2 separate regions of the Mus musculus genome follow, and region 2 is linked to region 1. A link is a contact called in public HiChIP or PLAC-seq data. All regions are on one chromosome and are shown on one strand. The core of a region is the stretch at or near the end of the contact, and the rest is flanking DNA. Distances in the headings are between cores, read along the strand shown.

Evidence for each region. HiChIP or PLAC-seq counts read pairs in DNA pulled down with a chosen protein or histone mark.
Region 2: an H3K27ac HiChIP or PLAC-seq map of heart atrium shows a contact between it and region 1, with 7 times the contacts expected there. The contact joins two enhancer-like sites. A contact is called at or near these places in 4 of 39 promoter capture datasets (cranial neural crest, embryonic stem cells, frontonasal cranial neural crest and 1 more), 2 of 484 Hi-C or Micro-C datasets (the HL-1 cell line and nephron progenitors) and 4 of 115 datasets of contacts at active chromatin or transcription factors (double positive thymocytes, embryonic fibroblasts, extraembryonic endoderm stem cells and 1 more).

What each region holds. Positions count from the first base shown.
Region 1 is chr11:65,300,506-65,305,442 of GRCm38.p6, forward strand. No RefSeq gene overlaps it. Among named protein-coding and RNA genes, the nearest start is that of Gm12295, 15 kb to the left of the region's middle. Within about 2 kb of position 3,471, at least 15 of the 459 cell types and tissues checked have an H3K27ac peak or open chromatin away from gene starts, as enhancers often do. A contact at or near this core is called in heart atrium, where this site is marked.
Region 2 is chr11:65,638,809-65,643,493 of GRCm38.p6, forward strand. Gm30786 (a long non-coding RNA gene) reads right to left here. Exons shown (of 4, transcript XR_388755.1): 4 at 3,604-4,685. Among named protein-coding and RNA genes, the nearest start is that of Gm40026, 9.5 kb to the right of the region's middle. Within about 2 kb of position 1,678, at least 3 of the 459 cell types and tissues checked have an H3K27ac peak or open chromatin away from gene starts, as enhancers often do. A contact at or near this core is called in heart atrium, where this site is marked.

The DNA of each region.
Region 1 (4,937 bases), core at 2,221-4,720:
TAAGAGCCTGGATCCCCGAAGCCACCATGCCTTCAGCATGCTGGCACTCAGCTGCCACCCTCTGGACTCTCTGTTTATTGTTATTTTACTATTCTCAGTGTGTTTAAGTTCAACAACAATAACACCCTGATTCTAATAAATGTACTGTTCTTTTGCCACACCTGCAGAGGTTCTGGCTCTTGGCTTGAGCAGGTCACTTTGGCTCTGAGGCTGTATTGAAACTGTCACCAGGGTTTGTCTTTCTAGATCAGGCATTCCAGGCAGGATACGGCATCGGTGACTTATAGGTCATTAGCTTGGTGGAAAGTTCCAGTTGACGTAGTTTTAAGATGCTGCATCCACAAGGTTCAGGAGAACCTCAAGGCTCTGCGCTTGGTCCACCAGCCCTCAACCTGTCCCTACCTGGCTTATTGAGTAATAGATCCAGACAGCTTTGGCTCCTCCCTCTTCCATAAATATTCTAGCTATGAGAGGCATTCACACATTTTTCTTTCGGTTATCACCAAGTCTTATGGCTACTTGACTTTTCTGCAGTAAAAAACAAATAGAACATTTGGATGAAGCCAGGTCTGCTACAAACGAAAACAATTTTTTTCTCTTCCCTTGAATGTTTTTCTAGTGACTCCTTCTGGAATGTTATTTTGAACTTGCAAAGGTTCTTAAAAAAAAAACAAACAAACTGTGTATTTCTTTTAAGCATCCCCTGAGAAAGTCAGATTTAAACTTAGCAAAAGCACTGGCTTTTTAAAAGCACTTTCTTAAAATAGTGGCTGTCAATCTTGGTGGGAAATCTTTAGGTGCCCCTAATGGCCAGAAATAGAAATGTTAATGGAAATGCCATTTGCAAAGACAGTGGTAAGGGACCCAGTCAGAAAACACAGGAAGCTACAAGTTCTTCCAGAGTCATTCTGAGCCCTAGACAGGGAAAAATAAAAAATGAAAACAAAACCAAAAAACCCACAGAAGAGAATAAGGGAGCAGAGGATTCTAATACTGCGTACAGGGGCCAGCCCCTAAGCGTGTGCATTAAAATATCACTGAAGGCATGGCTACTCTCTAGCCCTTAGTGGGGCAGCCTTATCTTTCAAAGATTCCAGATGCTATTAAATGAACCAATCCTGGTAGATCTGGTGAGCTTTGACTTGGGTGTATTATTATATGGCTCCTTCTTTTCCCTGGCAAAAGTGATCAAATTTGCATATAAGTTGTTAAAACCATTGTATATGTAAGCGACAGAGACCATCTAGCTTTGTGGTCCAGATGACAGAGTGGGGACCAGTCAACACGCATTGGCTACTAGTATGAGCTTCACTCATGGGAGATGTGCTGTTGTTAGAGAGGTAGAGATGGGGTTCAAGGCCCCTCCCAAATGGAGTTGTTCCTTTTATCCTACCGGCTGTGCTCTTTCAAGCTGGGGCAGAACGCTGGCTTCTGGAGGTAGCCCCATTCCTTAGTCAGGGCTGATGGGTAGAGAGCTCAGCACTGGACACACCAAAAACCTTCTACCTGAAGGAAAAGATGTAACTGGTTCTGCTTTCTCCCTGAGAACATCATAGATGTGGGATCTGGATGGCCAGGAGATGTAGTGTGACTAGAACGTCAAGAGACCCATCTTTAGGACAGAAGAGCTCAACCTCAGTGCTCTCTCTCTCTCTCTCTCTCCCTAACAGCTGTGATTTTGGGTGACCCTGGTACTCAATGTTAGTGGGAAGGGTAGGGCTGAACTGACAAATCTCAAGTCAGATATAGGGTAGAGGCAGTGGCAGCATACACCTTTAATCCTTAGTGCTCAGGAGGCAGAGACAGGCAGATTTTTTTTTTTGTTTGTTTTTTTTGTTTTTGGTTTTTTGTTTTGTTCAAGGCCAGCCTGATCTATAGAATAAGTTCCAGGACAGCTAGGGCTACACAGAGAAACTCTGTCTTGAAACATTAAAAACAAAAAACAGACAAACAAACGAAAGACCAAATTGGGTGGGTCATCTAAATCTCTGAGGATAGGCAGTTTTGAACACATACACACACACACACACACACACACACACACCCCTAAATTGAAAAATCTAGAGCCAGCTGAAGAACTGTAAAATAGCTTCCTGCCCTGCCTACAGTTTCTTTCTAAGGTGACTCTGAAAATATTTTCAGGGTCTCCCTTTTAAAACCTAACACAGGCAGCTCCTCTTCTCTGCAAGGGTTCTCCTGCCTTGCAGTTCAGGCTGTCTTTGGAACTTCCTTCAGTACGTATCTTTGGAGAGTACTTCTGAGTGAGGTTTCTGGGACAGCCGGTGAAGAAGGAAGGCACCCTCTCATTCTTATAGAATGTTTTAGTTGACAGAATTTATACACATGGTATTTTGAAACACTTGCATGTGTCCAATGGCTTAATTCCTCTCACAGCATGCACTGATTTCTGTGGAGAGAGGACTGTGGGCCTACACTCAGTAATCTTAGGTACAATGCGCCATTGTCTGTATTGTGTACCACGAATCTCTTGAACTTTTTCTTCTCTCTCCTCTCACAGACATCTCTCCAAATCTCTTAGCCCTGCTTCCACCATCCCTTCTGTTTTGATGAATCTGCCATCTTTAGATCCCATGTAGCCATGAGCACATTGCACAATTTATTTTAGCAGGTCAGGATGACTTCACGAAACTGCTGTCCTCAGGTTCATCCCATGGCTGCAAATGAAAGAATTTCTTTCTCTCTCATGGCTGAACTTCGTTTTTATAGAGATTCAGTTCAGGGGACTGGGTGAATCAGGGGCCCAGGCATATCACATCACAGTCAATCTGTCAAGACCTGTTTGGGAAAACCCAGACAACAGACGAGCTTAAGGCCTAGATAGGGGGAAACTTTAAAAAGTATAAACTCTGTTTGTTTCACAACTCGTATTTATTTGTGTGTAGCCATGCACACGCACTGTGACATGCTGGTGCAGGTCAGAGGACAACTTGCTGGTTCTCCACTCTGTGGGTCCTGAGAATTAAATTCAGCTCATTAGTTATGGCAGTCAGTGCTCTGACTCCCTGGGCCATCTTGCTTGCCCTCTATCCCATAACTTCTAATGAGTAAAAATTAATAAAGGGAGTTTTGATGCAAGAAATAAAAAACAAATCTCAGTTAGTCATCCCAGCCAACAGGTCTGTTTCTGTGTTTTATCTCTACCCATCTATTTTTTTTCCCATTCATTTCAGCAATACTCACGCACAGTAGGCACTTTCCACACTATGCAGGGTGTGGATACAAGGGGTCTTCCATATGTATTGAGTTAGGGCCATTTGTCCCTCAATCTCCTTTCATGCATTTCAGGTCCCTCTTAAGCCACAGAGCATAGGGCCCACTTAAGATGCCATCTAGCTAGCTGCCATTTGGTCTCACCAGATGCTCTGTCCCTGGTTGACATTGTTCAGCAGCTCTCATGCCTGTGTCACTTCCCCTGAGAAACAGGAGAGATAAGGCAGGCTCTCGTGTATTTGCTTGGCTCTGAGCGGACTGTACAGCACCATTTGGGAACCCTCTTCTCTTATCACTGTCAAGGGTGTCAGCTGTCCAGAAAACTGCGAGCAGAAAATAACATTGAGATAGGCTAAATGCACAGGGCCACCATGAACCCTGTTAGAGGGGGTGGGGGGGAGGGTGCAGCACCCTCTGCTGTCACAGAGTAGGCAGAAATTCACCCTGTTCTGCACTTTCTCTTGAGTGTTGTCATTGCAAAGCCAGAAGGACCCACATTCTGAATACACACTTAGAGAGCTCAGCTCCTGTCCCTTATTGCTCATAAAGGAGATGGATCTCGTTTTGTGCTAATGAGCACCAGAAAGGGGCAGCAATGCATATTTTGGGAACCTTGTGTCCCTCATACATTCCTTGAGGCCCTGGCTTGAGAAAGGAGTCCTCCTCAAGGTCACTCCTTTGAAGGTCATATGTACATCTTTGTTTGCAACTCCACTTCCTGGACTGTTGGCACCTATAGAATTTTTTCTTTTTTTTTGGAAGTTTCTTCCTCTATATCTTGGCAGGCTCTGTCCCCAGTTCCATTCCGCAGGGTCTTCTTGACACTTTTATTTATTGCTGCCCACCCTTACAACCCTACGAATTCCTGCCGTCCAGTGTGGTCCACACTGCACCTGCATGCTGCTAAGCACTGAGCATGTCCAGTGCTGTGCAAACAAGGGAGTCAAATATGAAAAGTTTTGAACTGCAGTTCGTACAAATGTCAAGACCACAGCATTGTCCTGTGGAGGGATTTGCTTGATCATTTCACAGATCTTTGACTATTTAACACTCAAACTCAGATATGCTGAAATTAAAATTTTACTCTTTAAAGTGATTGTGTGTGTGTGTGTATTCGAATGTGTGTGTTTGAGTGAACCCTGGCTATCCTCCCATCTCTGTCTTCCTAATGCTTAGATTGACAAAAACACCCACACATCACCACGTCCAGATTTTTATGTGGTGCAGGGGTCAAGTCAGGGCCTTCATGCTTACATAATGACACTTAACTGACTGAGCTATCTTACCATCTGTCTTAGTCAGGGTTTCTATTCCTGTACAAAACATCATGGGCAAGAAGCAAGTTGGGGAGGAAAGGGTTTATTCAGCTTACACTTCCACATTGCTGTTCATCACCAAAGGAAGTCGGGACAGGAAGTCACACAGGGCAGGAACTTGGAGGCAGGAGTGGATACAGAAGCCATGAAGGATTGTTGCTTACTGGATTGTTTCACCTGGCTTGCTCAGATTGCTTTCTTATAGAACCCAGGACTACCAGCCCAGGGATGCCACCACCTACAATGGCTAGACCCTCCCACCATGATCACTAATTGAGAAAATGCCTTACAGCTGGATCTCATGAAGGTATATCCTCAAGGGAGCCTCCTTTCTGTGTGATAACTCCAGCTTGTATCAAGTTGACACACCAAAGCAGCCAGTACAATTGA
Region 2 (4,685 bases), core at 428-2,927, 340 kb after region 1:
GGAGATGATGCTATGAAGGTAATGGTCATGGAGATGATGGTGTGGAGGTAGTGATGGTAGAGATGGACATGGTTATGTCAAAGGTGATAGTGATGGAGGTAGTGGTAGAGGTTGTAGTGGTGACAACAGTGGACTGACAGACCACTAGGAATTGGCAGATGGAGATACACAAGAAGAACACAAATGGAATCTGTAGGTTCTTTCTGAGTTTTTAGAGAATGTTAATAGATATTGAAACTCACATTAAGATTGTGCACATTTCAGATAAGAACACTCAGTAGGCATACTGTGCCTGAGACTAGCCCTCCACAACCTACTTCCTTGCTCCATTAGCATTTTTTCTTTTTTTCCCTAACAGTCCCCTCAAATTCAAAACAAAGGAATTGATTGACTCTCATCTTTTTGGGTAGCTCTCCAGTGTTGGGGACATTTTGGGGGACTTGTGCCAACTTTTCAGCCTTCATCTGAGATACAAAGGAATCTGTCACTGCAGCTCTCTAGATCTCTCTCTATGAGCGCTCTCCTTTCTTGTTGGTATGCCCCATGGCTAACACCAGAGTTGCCCTTTCTTTGGTTTTGTTCCTTAGGTTTGGGTTTGGGGAGGTGTGCTAGATGTTCAGTGTATCTCAGGCTTGCCTCCTCCTCACGCCCCCCTCCTTTAGCCTCTTCAGGTTCTGGGATTATAGGCATGTTTGTCCACACCTGGAAAGTTGGCTTTTCTTACTATGCTTCAGCCTCTGCCTGTCTTTGGTGTTTCTCAACACAGTAGTCATTCCTATCAGTCAACCTGTCTATCCAGGGCTGGAGGAAGACATGGTGACCTGATTTAAGAAGGTCCCCAGGAATGACTACAAACCCACCTTACACAGCATAGACAATGTCAGAGGACTGCTCTTTTTGCCTTCTCTTGATGGCTCTGGGTTTATGTCTGTGCTTTCTGGGAACTTCTACTTCAAGAGAGCTATTTACCTTATGAACAGACCTTAAAGACAACTTCAGAAGGACTATCAGAAATCACAACATTACAGGACTGGAGAGATGGCTTTTCTGGAGGTTCAGAGTTCAGTCCACAGCACCCCTTTCAGGTGACTCACTACTCCCTATAATGCCAGCTCTCTGGAAATCTGAAGTCTTTCGCTTCCATGTACTCACACACAGACTTATTTATATATGCATAATAAATCTTTTTGAAAAAATTATAAAAGCAACCAAGGCAGAGGGACTATCTAGGTATAGCTTGAACTCAATGCCAAGAGCTCAGAATGTGAGTGTAACATCTGATTTGATTCCCCACGTAAAATGTGTGGGGAAAATCAATAAGCTGGAGCCCTAGAGTCAAGAAGAAAGTAAACAGCCATCCCGCCATTAAATTGCTATCATCCTATAATGCAATTTAGGGTAAGTGTAGCTTCCCTTCATTTCCCATGCTACCTCTCCCTATAACAGAGAACAATAATGCACAGCAAACCCACTCTTTACATATAACAGGTTGTAAGTGGTCTACACAATATTAAGAGATGACCTCTGAGAGCCTGTAGTCACCCGCCCCTGCTCTGTCAGTGTCAAAGGCAGAGCCAAACAGACTCTCAGAAACTTGGCTTCTGCCACTGGGTTCCTCAGGAGTTTGGGCAAACACAGCAGCAGACGTCCTGCATCCAAGAACTGCCCTTTTCCACCAACGTCAAACACGTTTCACAGCTGACCTGCCAAGAATGTGAATCCCTCTTCAAGATACACAAGCCCAAGACAACGCACAGCAGCCAAAAGAGGGAATCTCCATTTAGCCCAAATCCTGGTCTATCCCTTACAGATGGACAGTGTGTATACGGACTGGCATGGATCCCAGCCCTTGGTTACACTCTGAAAGTTCAGGATTACTTCAGAAGTAGATGGAGGAGATAAAGCAAGCCCTTCAAGGTCCTCTGCTGTCTATGGGGATTCGGAAAGTGTGGCTGATGGAGGTTTAAGCCGTCAGTTCCTTTATGAGACATTTGACCTGGCTGCTTCTGTGGCCACAGTCACACAGGAAAAGGCATGGGCTCTCTGCTATGGAGGGCTAATTGTGGGACACCCTTTCTCTGGCCATCTATGTGGCCTCTCGATCTATTAGGTCAAACATGAGGGTAGTACAGCAGCTGGAAGGAGAGCTATACCAGGAGTGAGGAAATTGGAGTCAAGTCTGACTCTTGACATGGATTTCCCTGTGGCCTTGGAAGTTTGCGTTCAGAGTACCTGACTTCAGTTTTCACATTCTTTACATTTGGAGACGGGGAGAGCCTTGACCATGAGGTTCCATACATTCTTGACATCCTAGATAATTGTCTAGCTACAAGATCCTAACACGGCTTCTCTCATTAATAAAACAGTGCAAAATAGATGTAGCCCTTAGACTGACTGTCAGCAGAGACCAAATCTGGCAGATAGATGTGGGCAGAAAGCAATATGCTGTCTCTCCTAGAGTTCTCTGCTGCCTCTGGACTCTGAGACTAGAATTTTTTTTTTCAGCTTGAGCCTGGAAGAGATGGGAATGGAAATATAGCCTGGAGTGTAAACTTCTGCTTTCATTAAGACCTGTTCTAATGACAAGCAGGTCTGCCCAGAGCAGGTCCTTCCTGATTACCTCTGAGCTTTTAGACATACTTCACAAACCAGGAGTAACTGACGAACTTCCTCCATGAAGTGAGCCGCAGAAATAGCAGGCCTATTCACAAAAAGAAAACAACAAAAAACAGTCAGCAGAGTTAAAGATCAAAAAGAGGGGAAAACACCATCAAGTATAAAAGAATAGACAACACCGGGTACAGCACTGTTCAGTTCTAAAGTCACAATGAAATCAATGGTTTTATGTTTTTTGTTTTAAATACTAAACATTCTGACATTAGAAGATGTAGAAGACCTTAATAGGCAAATCATCTCAAAACGTTTTGGAAAATTTGTCAGCAAAAGACTTTCAATAGACTTCAGCTAGACTTTCTATGAACCTTGGATAGATGACTTTCAGATAGTTTTATTAGTTAATTATCTGCAAGTTTCAGGGGAGAAGGAAGAAAAGGAAAAAAAAGAATTGTTTAAGCCATTCTAGAGAGTTCTAGAACTCACAATTCATTTTCCTATCACTGTAATGCAATACCTCGGACTGGGGTAGTTTATAAAGAAAGTAACGGTCTCTGTTGACTATTGTCAGTGACAAAGGAGCTCAGATGGGGAAGGGGTGGAGGCAGAGTCCTTAAAATGTGACTCTGTGCAGCAGGTGTCCTAGGCTGAGCTTGCAGGCTGTTATAGTCCATGTTCCCACAGCTTGCACTCAGAGACCTAAGAGAGAGCATTGTCATGCCAAGGGGCCATCACACAGTGCCTTGCCTCTAGGCAATCGGCTACAGCATCCAATCCACCCCACGAACCTCACAGAACACCCTGATACAACTACAACAATCACCTGAGTTCTTTTTTCCTTTTATTTTTTTATTTACTTTTTATTTTATTTTAATTAGGTATTTTCTTCATTTACATTTCCAATACTACCCCAAAAGTCCCCCATACCTTCCCCCCCAATCACAAAAGAACTCACATGACATGTACTCACTGATAAGTGGATATTAGCCCAGAAACTTAGAATACCCAACATACAAGATACAATTTGCAAAACACATGAAACTCAAGAACGAAGATCACCTGAGTTCTTAAGGGTGATTTACATTCAGTCCCGAAACCTTTACGCACAATCCTATTTTAGTGTGCATTTCCATTGTGTTAGGATCTGCTCTGGTGAGCACCTTCCCCACCCCACCCCCCATGTATTTGTTTCAGCCATAGGAAGTCTCTCCATATTAACCTTGACAGCTTCTCAGGGAGGAAGTCCCTCTTAATGCCCTGAAAGGTCCCCAAGTCACTCACTGCCTAACACTTAATTAGACAGTATCTGTCTCAGCAATAGGATTCAGGACTAGAGATAGAAGGGGGAAGAGGCCAGGCAGCTTTCCGCATTATGGCTCCATTTACTCCCTAATCCAGTCTCTGATAGCCATGGCTAGTGGAAGCACTGGGAACTGGCTATACTTTTTGGTGTTTCATTTAAAAACTGGGGACTAGATTGAAGCATAGTGGGAAAGTACTTGCCTAGCATATGGGAGGTCCTATCCATCCCACAAAAGGCAGATGGGTGGAATATACTACTCTTCCCGTACTATGTACCCTGGATCCAAATGCTGCCTTTACCATTTAATAGCTGAAGTTACTGAACGATCTCCCAAACCTCTCCTTTCTCATCTGCAAAGTGGAGTTGAGCTCATACTTGCTATGAGCATACTATGTCAGAAATATAAGTGGCACATTTGCGCCTTTCCATAATGTCAAGGTTATTAAATTACACTGAATTGACAAGCTAAGTCTATACCATTGCTTTTAATTCACTGTCTGGTCTCTCTTGGCAGTACGGTCTTTGGCAAACACAGGTTCTTCATTTCAAACCTAGATACTAATATAACACACGTTAAACATGGCATGTCTCATCATACACAGGCTACAGCACGGGTAAGAACAGATTGAAGAAACCACTGGACTTGAAGGGACCTGGGAGAGGCAGAAGCAGGCATTGCTATAAGTACTTAGATAAGACAGCAATAGACATCAAGGGCTGATCTTTGATGCTTGCAGAGATGGTTCAAGATAAAGAGCTGGGTCCAGAA